Regions from separate parts of the Sus scrofa genome. Here regions 2, 3, 4 and 5 are each linked to region 1. The links are chromatin contacts, called in public HiChIP or PLAC-seq and promoter capture Hi-C maps. All regions are on one chromosome and are shown on one strand. Each heading gives the region's core, a stretch centred on a gene start, on an enhancer-like site or on the middle of the called end of the contact. The rest is flanking DNA. Distances are from core to core; before and after follow the strand shown.

Evidence for each region. Promoter capture Hi-C pulls out the DNA fragments that hold promoters and counts their contacts. HiChIP or PLAC-seq counts read pairs in DNA pulled down with a chosen protein or histone mark.
Region 2: an H3K27ac HiChIP or PLAC-seq map of alveolar macrophages shows a contact between it and region 1. The contact joins the promoter of SPAG8 here to the promoter of RUSC2 in region 1. A contact is called at or near these places in 1 of 5 promoter capture datasets (liver), 3 of 47 Hi-C or Micro-C datasets (embryonic fibroblasts, heart right ventricle and liver) and 1 of 2 datasets of contacts at active chromatin or transcription factors (alveolar macrophages).
Region 3: an H3K27ac HiChIP or PLAC-seq map of alveolar macrophages shows a contact between it and region 1. The contact joins the promoter of PIGO here to the promoter of RUSC2 in region 1. A contact is called at or near these places in 1 of 5 promoter capture datasets (liver), 1 of 47 Hi-C or Micro-C datasets (embryonic fibroblasts) and 1 of 2 datasets of contacts at active chromatin or transcription factors (alveolar macrophages).
Region 4: a promoter capture Hi-C map of fetal liver shows a contact between it and region 1, with 2.7 times the contacts expected there. The contact joins the promoter of UNC13B here to the promoter of RUSC2 in region 1. A contact is called at or near these places in 2 of 5 promoter capture datasets (fetal liver and liver), 22 of 47 Hi-C or Micro-C datasets (alveolar macrophages, brain, embryonic fibroblasts and 13 more) and 2 of 2 datasets of contacts at active chromatin or transcription factors (alveolar macrophages and skeletal muscle).
Region 5: an H3K27ac HiChIP or PLAC-seq map of alveolar macrophages shows a contact between it and region 1. The contact joins the promoter of FAM221B here to the promoter of RUSC2 in region 1. A contact is called at or near these places in 1 of 47 Hi-C or Micro-C datasets (embryonic fibroblasts) and 1 of 2 datasets of contacts at active chromatin or transcription factors (alveolar macrophages).

The regions. Positions count from the first base shown.
Region 1 is chr1:236,264,513-236,267,212 of Sscrofa11.1, reverse strand. RUSC2 (iporin) reads right to left here and starts at 1,298. Exons shown (of 12, transcript XM_001927812.5): 1 at 986-1,298.
Region 2 is chr1:236,530,800-236,533,499 of Sscrofa11.1, reverse strand. It overlaps SPAG8 (sperm-associated antigen 8), which reads left to right and starts at 1,319. Exons shown (of 7, transcript XM_005660229.3): 1 at 1,319-2,024; 2 at 2,127-2,700. The coding sequence starts at 1,936. HINT2 (histidine triad nucleotide binding protein 2) reads left to right here. Exons shown (of 5, transcript NM_001244328.1): 2 at 385-525; 3 at 654-728; 4 at 817-889; 5 at 998-1,184. The coding sequence ends at 1,089.
Region 3 is chr1:235,887,083-235,889,782 of Sscrofa11.1, reverse strand. PIGO (GPI ethanolamine phosphate transferase 3) reads left to right here and starts at 1,445. Exons shown (of 10, transcript XM_021065447.1): 1 at 1,445-1,810; 2 at 2,568-2,700. The coding sequence starts at 2,598.
Region 4 is chr1:235,917,321-235,920,020 of Sscrofa11.1, reverse strand. It overlaps UNC13B (protein unc-13 homolog B), which reads right to left and starts at 1,270. Exons shown (of 39, transcript XM_021065583.1): 1 at 904-1,270. The coding sequence starts at 925.
Region 5 is chr1:236,549,732-236,552,431 of Sscrofa11.1, reverse strand. FAM221B (protein FAM221B) reads left to right here and starts at 1,432. Exons shown (of 7, transcript XM_021065906.1): 1 at 1,432-2,008. TMEM8B (transmembrane protein 8B) reads right to left here and starts at 1,673. Exons shown (of 13, transcript XM_021065841.1): 1 at 1,544-1,673.

The DNA.
Region 1 (2,700 bases), core at 49-2,548:
TTATCTGGGCAGCCTCTAAAGGCACTGACCAGTAAAAATTCCCGGGTCATGACTTTGGTAAACAGAACATAAAGGGAAAACCGCTGATATGTAGAGGCTCCTATATAAAAGAAATCAGACGCATGAATTGAAAACTGCATATATTCAGTTCTATGCTCCCAATGAGTGCAAGTAGCCCTCCAGATTGCCCCCCCCCCGCCCCCCGTCAAGTAGGTAGTGATATTTTCCCCTCTAAAGCACTCTGCCTCACAGTCTCTGCATTGGGCTCATTCACCCACCCATCATACATTTACTGAATGCTACCATGTGCCAGGCACTGTGCTGGGCGTTGTAGATAAAAATGAACAGTGAATGGTTCTTGCCTTCAGAGCTGTCCCCTGATGTCCTCAGGGCCAGCTTGGCAAGCCCAAGCCAGCCCTGGGCAACGGGATGACAGCGCCCTTTGCAGCAGGTTAAGAGTGGTGGCAGGGGGCTGGCAAAACTGCCAGGCCAAAGGTTTTCTCAAGGTAAAACTGGATGCAGATACCAGCTTGGCAACCAGGGGCCAAAAGGGCGGAGGGTGCAAAGGACCCGGGCTGGGTGCTGGGCTACCGCGCTACCGCAGGGCGGTCACAGGAGATGCAGTACAACGATGACTACTGGGCACGAGTCAACTGAGGGGGTGTCTCCGAAGGGCAGTTTGAGAGACGGTTGGCTTGGAGCTGGGGAGACGCCTGAAAGGATGGTTGGTCCTGGGTGTCTGAGGGTTCAGTGTACGGCGGAGCTGAAGTGTCAGGGCAGGCTGAAGATGGAGCTTGCTCGAGGGGGTCGGAGAAGATGCGAGGGAGGGTGGGCCTGAGGGAACCAGGGGGAAAGGCTGAGCGTCCGGGCGGGGGCGCTAAGGGCTGGATAGGTGGGCCTTTCTCCTAAAGGATCGTTTGCAACGGGAAGGCAGTGGGTCTCCGGGACTCCGCCCGCCCCCAGGTTTCTCGCCTCAGCGTCCTACCTGATTTCTCGCCTCACTGTGCTCCCACGGCGAAGGCGGCGACGTAGTCTCGAGCACTCCAGGGGTCGCGTTGCAGCCGGGACAAGCAGACGTCCCCCGCCTCTCTAGACAGCTTGGTAACGCCCGCTACCCCCTGCAGCTGTGGCGCTGATGGTCCAACCCGAGTCTCCCTCATGCCGCCCCTCCGGACGACCCGTGGTTCGGTCCGCTGGGCCCGCGAGGGCTCACCCACCGCCCCTGCTCCCGCTGCAATAGGCGCAACGAGTCACGCGCAGTGCTTTCCCGCGAGGGAAGCGGCGAGGCTTTGGCTGTGGACCCGCCCTCTGCGGCTGGCGCCCCGCCCCTTCGGGTGGTGCCGGGTTAAGAGCACTGCCTTGTGCTGGAACCCAGAGAACCTTCGCGCAGCTTTAACACCCTGTGGAAGGGAGGTGCATTTGTGCCCCCACCTTTGGCTAAGGCCTCGATTCTCTGCCTGACACCCGGGTGGAACCTCTTGGGAAAACCAGAAAAAGAAAACTAAAGCCTGATCTCAGCCGGGACCGAGTGAACTAGAATCACCTGTGGGGTGGAGTAGGGGTTGGGTGGTGCGGCAGGCTTTGGTTTATTTGTTTGTTTATTTATTTATTTATTTCTGTGATTGGGGCTTATGGAAGTTCTTGGGCCAGGGAATGAATCTAAGCTACAGCAGTGACCGGAACTGCTGCTGTGACAATACTGGATCCTTAACCCTCTCTGTTGCAGGAGAACTCCCAGGCTTTGATATTTTTTCAAGTATCCCATTGTATAGCCAGGGTAAAGAAAAACCTGGTAAAATCTAGAATGGACAAAGACTCCTTCAGCCAAAAATTTAGTCAGGCTAAGTCTGCCCCCGGGGGTTAGGCTCATCTTTGGGCTTCTCTCTGTGTCCCTGTACAATTCAGTTTTGAGCAAGGATCCCTGTAAATCAGTTTGTTGAAAAATCGAACACCCTTGGTATCTGACCACCTTTGATATTTTAGCACCTTGGTCTGCCTCCAGCAAAAATTCTTTTGAGTTGGTCTACTAAGAATCCCCCTTATTCCTGATGTTTCTTATTGGTAACTGCTATGATCATATCCCTCCAAAATTTATATGTTAAAATCCTAACCTGCAAAGATTAAGTGGGGCCTTCGGTAAGTGATTAGGTCATGAGGAGCACACGGGATTAGGATTAGTGGTTTTATAGATCTCATAGAGCTCCCTAGCCCAATCCTCCAGGTGAGAAGTCTGTGACAAGAGGGCACTTAGCAACCCAGTCTCCAGAACTGTGAGAAATTTGTCTATAAACTACTCAGTTTGAAGTGTTTTATTATAGCAGCCCAAATTGACGAAGGCTGTACTTTTCCACCCACTGACCTCTACCACTACTCTGTTTCTGGGCTGATAAATTACCATTGTCTTTGTTGGGGTCGGAGTTGAGCTCAATCTGTCCACCACTGCAACACTCTGCTGCAGTGGTCTCTACCTACTCCATGGTTCCACCCCGCTACTTAAAGTATGCCTTACTACTCTTTAACAAGTGTCATGAATAATTTTTTTGGGGGGGAAGTTCCTGGTCAGTGGTTAACGAATCCGACTAGAAACCATGAGGTTGTGGGTCCAATCCCTGGCCTTGCTCAGTGGGTTAAGGATCCAGCATTGCTGTGAGCTGTGGTGTAGGTTGCAGATGCGGCTCAGATCCCACATTGCTGTGGCTC
Region 2 (2,700 bases), core at 70-2,569, 270 kb before region 1:
AAGCAGAAAGAAGGGGTTTATCTAAGGTGATTAAATAGTAAAATAGGAACTGGGACCTAAACCTCCAGGTTTTCATTCTGGATCCTTTCCCTTGAAACAGCGCTAGATTTCCTCAACACTTTAGGAGCAGTAGTCGACTGCACTGCTGAATCCTGCATTGTAATACGGCCTGTTACCTAACTAGGCCCAGCAGTATCTGGCCTTGCTCTCTGCTGTTGATGCTCTGAAATCGAGGAGCTTTTCCCCTGGTTGGGAACCACTAATAGGTTCTTGGAAGGGTGAAATTAATGCCTTTCAAAGCCCAGCCTCTGTCAGCCCCAACTGATTACATGGGAGAGTGGTATTGCCAACTCCCTCCCGTGGGTGTGTCTGACCCACCTGCAGGTCCGAGGAGCTGCAGGTGTGACTGATGGGAATGAAGTGGCCAAGGCCCAGCGGGCAGCTCCTGGGGGAGCAGCCCCAACCATCTTCTCCCGGATCCTGGATCGAAGCCTCCCAGCTGACATTCTATATGAGGACCAGCAGGTGGGGTACCCTTAGGACCCATCCCCTTAAGAATTTCATAAATACCATCCAGTTTGTTGAACTAACATGGTGGCCTCTGGCATGTTCACTGCTCCCAGTGTCTTGTATTCCGTGATGTGGCCCCTCAGGCTCCTGTGCACTTCCTGGTCATTCCTAAGAAGCCCATTCCCCGGATTAGCCAGGCTGAAGAAGAAGACCAGCAGGTGGGAAGAACAGGGCCAGGGTTTGGCTGAGGGAAAGGTTTTGTTCCCTGTAAATGAAGCCACCTGTCTCCCTCCCCTTTCCCTGTAGCTTTTAGGACACCTTCTCCTTGTGGCAAAGAAGACAGCAAAGGCTGAAGGACTGGGAGATGGATACCGACTTGGTGAGTGACATTTGGCCCTTGAGCCCCTCACCATCAATTGATCTAACCTCTCAATATGATCTTCATTCTTTGACCATCTTAACCCCCTAACCCGACGCACCATTTCAGTGATCAACGATGGGAAGCTGGGTGCACAGTCTGTGTATCACCTGCACATTCATGTACTTGGGGGCAGACAGCTCCAGTGGCCTCCAGGTTGAACCTACCAAAGGACCAAGGACCCCAGACTTGGATGCTTGGACGGGGTAGGGAAATAACAGGACCCAATGATGCCAATAAACTTGTTCTCCCTCAATTCTGGATCCCTGTCTTAAATATATAAAGATTTATACCTCAAATAGAAAAGAAAACTGATTCAAGACTTTGATCCCCCTTGACTATGGTCTGAAACACTAAGGAAGCCCATGATGCAGTCAAAGGAGCACTTGCCTGTGTATCTATGAGTTCATGACTCATGGTCCACCTGGGTTAAACTTCTAGAAAAGCAGCAGTTCTAAGAATGTGCCTGAATAAGTAAAGCCAGTATCCCAAGACTTGCTCAATTCAGATACCAAGCCAAGTTATAAGGGGGTCTGGAAGGAGGAGGGTCAAGGTGAGGGCCTTTCATTGGAGAAGTTATCACACTCAAAACATCTGCTGCCCCATGTCTCACCATTCTGTTTAAGCTGTTGTCTGATGTATTTTCCACCTTAAAAATTTTAAAAAGATGCCCCACTTTTGAGAATGAAATTAGGGGAAGCTACCATTGTCCCTTGTAGAAACACATCAAGTAGGCTTTTGTCTGATTCCACAGCACTGTGCCTGTATTCAACACAAAGAACCACTTTAGAAAGCCTCCAAAAGTCCTGCGCGGGTATGAAGGGCGAGACCTTAGGCCGGCGAATCTTAGCAGCCAGGCCGGATGGAAAGCGCACTTCCCAGAGTGCACCAGATTCAAGACTTCCGCCCCGCAGAGAACTTGCCTCCACCCCCACCCCCACCCCCACCCCCACCCCCACCCCCGCCCTCCACGTCCGCCCAGCTCTAGTTCTGCGCAGTCTCCTGGAATGGTTTGCCGTCTCTATAGCAACGCAGTACCCAGTAGCGAGTGTCGCAAGATGGAAACCACTGACTCCACAGAGCTATCGCCATCGCGGTGAGATCTGCAGCTCTGGCTGCAGGCATAAGGGGACAAGGAAGGTCAGTGGACTTCCCCCGCTGCCCTTTTGACGACTTTGCCTTTTTCACTTTTTTTCAGCTCTTTAGACGAACAGCCTAGCTCCGAAGAACTAGGGACCACTTCAGATCCCTTGCCTTCTTTGGATGGCCGTCATAGGTCGGCTCTGGCAGCTGCAACTGCAGCAGCCTCAGCAGCTGCTGCAGCCACTGCAGCTGCCTCCACTGCCAAGGCAGCTGCATTATCTACACAGACCCCAGCGCCCTACTCAGAACGGAGCCTTCTCCTGGAGCCCTTCTCTGACAATCTTACTGCGGCGCACCACACCACCCCCAGATTTACCCACAAGATAGGCCATGGGAGACTTGGCTTTGAGCCTGTCCAGGTCTCCCATATTGCTCGAAATTCCTACACTGCAAATGATCCTATCTCTAGCCAAGGCCCTGTTCCTGGCTCCAGCTCTGACCCTGTTCCTGGCTCCAGCTCTGGCCCTGTTCCTGGCTCCAGCTCTAGTCCTGGTCCTGGCACCAGTTCTGGTCCTGGTGGTGGCTCTGGTCCAGGCCCTGGTGGTAGATCTGGTGAAGGCACTGGTCCCGGTCCTGCCTCTGATTCTAGGCATAGTCCAGGCTGTGGCCATGACCCTGGGTTCAGCTCC
Region 3 (2,700 bases), core at 196-2,695, 380 kb after region 1:
CAATTCACATACAATGCAATGCACCTGCTTAAAGTGTAAATTCAATAATTTGTAGTATATTCACAGAATTGTGCAACTGTCACAATTTAGAACATTTTCATCACTGCTTCCCCATCCCCACCCTACCACAAAAACCCTGCACCCATTAGTAGTCAGTCCTCTCCCCCCAGCCTTAGACAACCACTACTTTACTTTGTAGATTTACTGTAAATGGAATAATATGTGCTATTTTGTTATTTATTGCCTTTTTTACTTAGCGTGTTTTTTTGTTTTTGTTTTTTTTTTCTATTTCTTTGGGCCGCTCCCGCGGCATATGGAGGTTCCCAGGCTAGAGGTCGAATCGGAGCTGTAGCCACTGGCCTATGCCAGAGCCACAGCGACGCGGGATCCGAGCTGTGTCTGCAACCTACACCATGGCTCACAGCAACGCCGGATCCTCAACCCACTGAGCAAGGGCAGGGACCGAACCCGCAACCTCATGGTTCCCAGTCGGATTCATTAACCACTGCGCCACGATGGGAACTCCCTTAGCGTGTTTTTTAAGTTTTATTCATGTAGTAGCATGTAGCAATACTCATCTTTTTTTTTTTTTTTGCCAAACACTATTCTATTGTATAGATATAGCATATTTTGTTCATCCATTCATCAATGAAGGGCATTTGTGTTGTTTCTACCTTTTGGCTATTATGATAATGCTACCATGAACCCTCGAGTGTGCAATTTTTTGTGTGAACACATGTTTTTCATTTCTCTTGGGTATAATACCTATGAGTGGAATTGCTGGGTCATATGGTAACTCTATGATTAACCTTCTGAAGAACTTGCTGGACTGTTTTCCAAAGTTGCATTTTACAATTCTAACAGCAGTGTATGAGGGTTCACATTTCTTCACACCTACGCCAATACTTGTTATTCACCTTTTTTATTACAGCCATCCTCGTGGGTCTGAGGTGGTATCTCCAGCATTCCCCTGATGGCTGATGATGTTGAGCATCTTCTTATGTGTTTATTGGTCATGCATCTATCTTTTGTGGAGAAATGTCCTTCATATCTTTGCTGATTTTAAAATTGGACTGTCTTTTTATTATTGCGTTGTAAGAATTAGTGAAAGACTTGGAGTTCCCGTAGTGGTGCAGTGGTTAAGGAATCCAACTTGGAACCATGAGGTTGCGGGTCCGAGCCCTGGCCTTGTTCAGTGGGTTAAGGATCTGGCGTTGCCGTGAGCTGTGGTGTAGGTTGCAGACGCGGCTCGGATCCCGCGTTGTTGTGGCTCTGGTGTAGGCCAGCAGCTACAGCTCCAATTAGACCCCTAGCCTGGGAACCTCCATATGCCTCGGGAGCGGCACTAGAAAAGGCAAAAAAAAAAAAAAAAAAAAAAAAAAAAGGCAAAAAAAAATTAGTGAAAGACTAGCAGAGAATGAATAAAAACGCATCAGTTGGAGTCAGCTTGGCAAAAAGGGGGTAATAAATACTGTCCTTATTTTATAGATGAGGTAATGCCCAGTAATGACAATGAGTGGCAGAGCTAGGACTTAAGCTAAGTTTGGTTCCAGAAGCACAGATCTTAGTCTTAACCAAGAATGGACAGTGGTTCCCAGAACTTTTTAGCTTAGTGCCTTGCCCCCAATGCTAAATTACCATAATCTCCCACCGATTCCTTCTCTGGCCAGCCCTGCGTTCCTTGCCGAACTTCCTCGGAGGCGCCAGCAGGTGGCGATGGGCATCCCTCGCGGGCTGCTCTATCCAGCGCACGCACCTCTGTGGTGCCAGGCCGCCGGCGCCGCCGCTGCACTTCCGGGCGCCGTTTAAGGTGAGCCAGGGTCTCCCCAAACCCCCTTAAGCTGCCTTTTCCCCTTAGTAAAGAACCCTCCCACCCCGCTCACAGAGGTCGCAGTCTGGCAGGTCTAGTACCCGGGTCTGGGTGCCTAGGCGGAGGCCGGGTGGCCATCGGAGGAGGTAGAGCCATCTGGACGATTGGTCCCGGCGAGGCCCAAACGCCTCAGAACCTCGCGCCTCTGCTCTGCTGCGCCGGAGAGCTCGCGCTTCTGGTCTCTTGGCGATCCTGGCAGTCCGGAAGCGGAGTAGGACTCCTTCCTTTCGTTCCCTCGAGCCCCGCCAGGCGGCGCCGTGAGCCTGGCCGGGATTCCCCCTGCGACTGCGAGCTTTGACCACCCCAGGGGTGTTGAAATTGGCGAGGAGAGAGGCGGAGAAACGGGCTGTCAGAAAGCAGTCTACCACTTGGAATAAGTTTCTCTCGTGGACTGTGTTTTCCATCATTAGGATCTCCTGGAGCACATGTGCAAATGCCTGTGCTGCATTGCCGAAGATCCTGATTCAGGGGATCTGGGGTGGCGCCTGGAAATCAGCATTTTAAAACAGCCGCTCCAGGTCGATGCCCATAGTCTGCGCACCTCACCTTCAGAAACTCTGGTATAACTGGTGGAGAGGAACATTGCACTGGGTTGGCTATGGGAGTGTTTATCTTGAGGAAGACTTCCAAGAGGAAGTGATCCTAGCTGGGCTTTGTATTGAGAGACTAGAAAATCCACTGGTTCTTTGCTTTACAGTTATGAATTCCCTCCCCCGCCACCACCAGGATGCAGAAGATCTCAGTACTGCTCTTCCTGGCCTGGGTCAGCTTCCTCTTCTATGCCGGCATTGCTCTCTTCACCAGTGGCTTCCTGCTCACCCGATTGGAAC
Region 4 (2,700 bases), core at 21-2,520, 350 kb after region 1:
TTTGAATTCCCCAAGATCAAATGCAATGGGTAAGCCAAACCCTGCTTTTTCTGATCAGATAATCTCTAAAATCACAGTCTCTGCACTCATTCAGAACTAGCATTGAGCTCCTACTATATTAGGTGCCAGAAATACAAAAACCATTAAGAAGCAGTATCTATCCTCATGGAACTTAGTCCATGCACCTTGCCTCACCTTAAACCCCAAAGCTCTTGCCTTAAATTATCTTCTTAGGTGGGTCAAGCGTCCTCAGTGAAAAACCAGTAAAGGCCTTCACCTTAGTTACTCTGATAGAAGTAAATAATTAAATCATACTTCTTATGCTCTGCTCGGAAAGGAGAGAAGCTGACACACCTTTCCAAATCGAATATGAGAATAGTCTTAGCCGAGACTACAGGGAAGGAGCAGGGGACAAAGAGAAGCAATAGAGGGGTGCAAGCCAAGAAACAGACTGGAAGGAGGGATGTGACAGCTGTACCACTGGGCGTTCAAAGCCTAATAAAAAGAACCTGCTACTAAGCCGACTGTGATTTTACGGAGCAGGGGGAAGAAAGAAAGTAAAACACGGTTGCCCGCTAAGAATAGACACCGACTATCCGCGGTCCTTAGCTCGACCACTCTCGCCAAAGGAGAGAACTAAACACCATTTAATAAGATCTGGGCCTGCCAGCCAACAACCCTGTCACCTGGCCACCGGAATGGAGAGGTAACAGTCTCAGCGCGTGAGGAAAACAAGAGAGAGTAGAAAGTATTCTCCAGGTGTTCACAAATGAGTTAACACAATGCTTCCCTGAGGCACCGACGCGAAGTGAAGTTTAGAAAAGGCAGTAACCCGACGCCCACTGGAAGCTCGTGGAGACTCCTCAGCGCCCTCCGCCCCCTCCCCTCAGTCCGCGCACTCACCGCGCACGCAGAGCAGCGACATGGCCGAGGCGCCGGCGAGCCTCCACCGCGCCCCAGCCGCGCCGCCGCACCCGGCCGTTCCCTCTTTCCTCTCAGCAGGTGCCGCAGCTGTTCCCGCTCTTGGCCCCACAGGTCTCGCCGCTCCTCATGGTCCCGTCGCAGGCAGCTTCCCACCACTCCTTTGGACCCGCTCCAATTTTCACCATCGGAGCTGGCTCCTGATAGCAGTGAATACCAACAACCAAGCCGGGTACTGGGCGCGGCAACGCGGCGCCATCGCTAGGAAGCAAGACTGACCCGGACTCCCTCCCCTCACTCCACCCGGCATCCAAGCAAGCGCCTGGACAGAGCCAACCTGTGGCGCCCCGCCTCCCAGCCAATCAACTCACGCCCAGTCCGCCGACCCCGCCCCCCCACACTGGCACGTAGGAGGCGGAGTCCTCTTCCGCTTTCCTTAGTGAAAGAATGAAAACACCTCCTCCCACTAATGAGACTTGAAGACAGAGAGGGGAGGGCTTCCTCCTCACCTGTGTGAGGTGGGAATTGAAGCCTTCTGCTCCTCCCACGTGGGCGGGGCTTCCACCCACCCAAGGACAGATTGATTTCATTGAAGAATTTCTGTCAGACTTCATTAAGGGAGCTGACGGAATTCTTACCGTAATAATTTAACAAGGTAGTGACGCACTTTGCAGTACACCTGACACTAATAGCATTGTAAATCAACTATACATCAATTAAAAAGTGGACTTTAGGAGTTCCCTTACAGCTCAGCAGGTTAAGGATCCAGCGGTGCCACTGCTGTGGCTGGGGTGGCTGCTCTGGCACAAGTTCTATCCCTGGCCCGGGAACTTCCACATGCCACTGGCAGAGCCAAAATAAATAAATTTTAAATAAATAAATTTTTAAAATGGACTTTAACAAGGAAAAAAAACTTTTGTAAATTAGTATGGTGATGGATGTTAACTAGACTTACTGGAGTGATCATTTTGCTGTGTATACAAATATCAAATCACCTGAAACTAATATAATGTTATATGTCAATTATATTTCAATAAAGAATAGGCTATGGGAAGTTTCCTTGTGGTGCAGGGGATCAAGGATCTGGTTGGGCAGCTGTGACGCAGGCTGCAACTGCAGCGTGGATTCAATCCCTGGCCCGGGAACTTCTACATGCCTCAAGTGCGGCCAAAAAAAAAAAGGGCATTAATTAATTTTTTAAATAACAGTAATAAATTTTAAACAAATATCTCATCCTCCTTTAAAAAACAAAACAAAAAAGGCATACCAAAATTTTAATTAGTGACTACAGCATAAAGAAAAAAAAAAAAGAAAGACAGCATAAAGTAAAATAGCTGGAGACCTCGGTTCTTATCTAGGCCTTTTTTCATGCTCTCCACTGTCTATAATAGCGCCTAATACTTAGTAATCAGTCTGTAAATATTTACTGAATGAAGGATGGAAAAAAGGTAATCATTTTAAACTGAACACTTCTGGCAAAATGAGGTACATACAGGCAAGGAAGAGAAAAAGACCAGAGCAGAAAACAGGAATTCACATAGCATGATGTATAGATCCAACACCTCCTCCACCCCAAAATTTGGATTTAATTGGTTTGGGGTAGAGCTCAGGTGTACCTACCTTTTAAAATCTCCCCAGATGATTCTAATGTGATGCCAGGGTTGATCACCATTAGACAGGTGCGTTCTAAGTCCTCATTAGCCCAGCTCAGGTTTCCATGTTTGCGAGCTCTTGGCCTAGTTGGATATTGCCTAGCAGACTCAGGAAGGGTCCATTAAT
Region 5 (2,700 bases), core at 183-2,682, 290 kb before region 1:
GTTATTTTTAAAACTCGTTTTAAACATATGCCAAGTACCTCAAAAGTTTAAGCCAGATTCTCCCACACTGAACTAGAGGCTCTCTGCTGAGGGACTGTGTCTCCCCCATCTAACTTCATAAGCAGGAGCAAAGCCCTCAAGACTTTTTTGGAAAAACAAGAGTCGAAGTAGAGTCAGGATGGACCCCAAGAAGGAAAACCTTGGAATCTCTGGCCTCAGGACTCTAAGCCACCTGCTGAGCCTCGAGCCCACAGTTACCACTCTTTCGACCCTCACCATTCCTCTCAGTTACATAAGACTTCTCTCCTTCCTATTTCTCTCTGCTTCTTCCCCAATGATCTAGGTGCCCAGGACCCACCTCTCCTGAATCCCTCTAGTCAGCCCCTCCCTGCCAAAACCCCATCCCTGCTTCAGTCTTTCCTGCTTCTGCACTCACCAGCCCCTGGGCCAAGGACAGACAACAGCAACAGCAGCAGTAAGGCTGATGGCAGCTGGAGCCCAGACCTGAGTCGAGGCTGGGAGAAGGGTAGGGTATGAGAGAGAGTGGTAGGTAGTGGGAGAGACTTTGGTAAACACAGAGATGAGGACAAAGACTGGGGTAAAGAGTTGGGCTGGGCTGGGCACTGGAGCTTGTATAAGGGTAAGCGATGTGGTGGAAGGAGGGGCTGTGATGGGGACTGGACCAAGGGCAGGGATTGGGCCCCCGCCTTCAGTAAATACTGAGAATGGGGTTGGGACAGGGGCTGGGCTGGGATTTGGGAAAGGAGGTGAAACAGGTGCAGGGGCTGGGACGGGAGCCAGGCCAGGGACTGGGATTGGGATTGGGACTGGGACTGGGACTGGGACTGGAGTGGGGGCCTGAGCTGGGACCCGGATCTGGGCATTCGCTGGGACCCAGGCCGGAGCTGGAACCGATTTGGGAAGTGGGGAGAGGGCGGGGTCGGGGGCCAAGGACCGGACCGGGATGGGACCAGGGGCCGGGACAAGGGCTGGGCCATGGCCCGGGGCGGGGGCGGGGCCGGACAGGCCAGCGCGGGCGCTCGCAGAGCTGACCCGCGGCTCCGCTCCCACCCCCGGAGGGATGGCCTGCGGCGTCCTCGCGGGCCCGGGGCCGGGGTCGGGCCGGCTGGGGCCGGGCCGGGGACCTGGGTAGGAGTTCAGGCCTGGGCGACTCCGGGCTGCGCTGGACCGGCGAAAACCAGGCCCCGCGGCGGCGGCCTCTGCCTGACGTCATATGACGCTCCGCCCCCCGGTTAGTTCTATTGGTCCTTCTTACTAAAGCCCGCCCCTGGCTCTACTCCATTGGTCTCTAACTTGTCCCTGCTGGGTTCGAACACAGACTCCGCCCCAGCCCCAGCTACCGGAGTCTCTTTCTCACCCCAACCGAAGAACCCAGAAGCCCCCATCGGATCTTCATAACCTCCACTGACCATCCTACAGACATCTCTAGGAACCCTCACAAACCCAGACACCCACGGACCTCCCCAGAGATATCTGCAGGCCCTCCCCAGAGACTCTCAAAAGATCCCGAAAAAACACTCACAGAGATCCCTCGAATCCCTCTTAAAAGAAGTGATCCCTCTAGGTTTCTCTCCTCTGGATCCAATGCAGTCCCCTCAGGAGACCTCGCCCACCCGTGAGGTGGCCAGACTGCTGTTGCCACGGAGACTACTGGGCGTTCCGGTTGCCACGGTGACGGATGCACTACTCCCCAGCCTGGGTTCCACAGGCTTCAGTCAAGACCCTCCCTCCTCTGGCCTGGACCCACCTCGACCCACCTCCTCCCACCCTTCAGAACTGGCCACAGCTCCTTTGCGAATTTCCGCAGGTGTCCAAGTTCCCTCCCAAAGTCGTAACTTGCAGGCAAGGCCTCTCACCACACAGCACCCGCAGCCAGGGCTCATCTACAATCAAGTGCCTCCTCTCCCTTGGGGCCAACATTTTCTTTTCCCAGCTTCAGACAAGATCCTGATCTAAGGATTTGTAACAGCTGAAACAAAGCCCAGAGGTATGTAGTCTCTCAAACGGCCCCTCCTCCAAACTCTCATTCCCTTCTAATACTGTCTGTCTCTTCCCACCTCAGTCCAACCCCCTCCCATTTCCTGTGTTTCATCCTTATCCCCCCCCCGCCCCCACGTTTCTCCACTCAGTTCCTTCCTCCCCTTCTTTTTCCTTCCCTCTCCTCCCATCCTTTGGTTCTTCACCCTCTGGCCCATTTTTCTCTTGCTAAATATCTGGCCATCTTCCTCCCCATCATCCTACCTCCTGACCCAAACTTCCCCTTTGGAAAGGCCTTGATGAGTTTAAGAAATAATAAATGTGGAGTTCCGTTGTAGCACAGCAGCAACATATCCAACTAGTATCCATGAGGATGCAGCTTCTGTAGCACAGCAGCAACAAATCCAACTAGTATCCATGGTGATGCGGCTTCGATCCCTGCCCTTGCTCAGTGGATCCGGGATCTGGCCTTGCAGTGAGCTGTGATGTAGGCCATAGACGAGTTTCGGATCTGGCATTGCTATGGCTGTAGCTCCTATTTGACCCCTAGGCTGGGAGCCTCCATATGCCACAGGTGCAGCCCTAAAATGCAAAAAGGAAAAGAAGGAAGGAAGGAAGGAGAAAGAAAGAAAGAAAAGAAAGAAAGAAAGGAAGGAAGGAAGGAAGAAAGAAAGAGAGAAAGAAAAAAATGTACTATTTCTG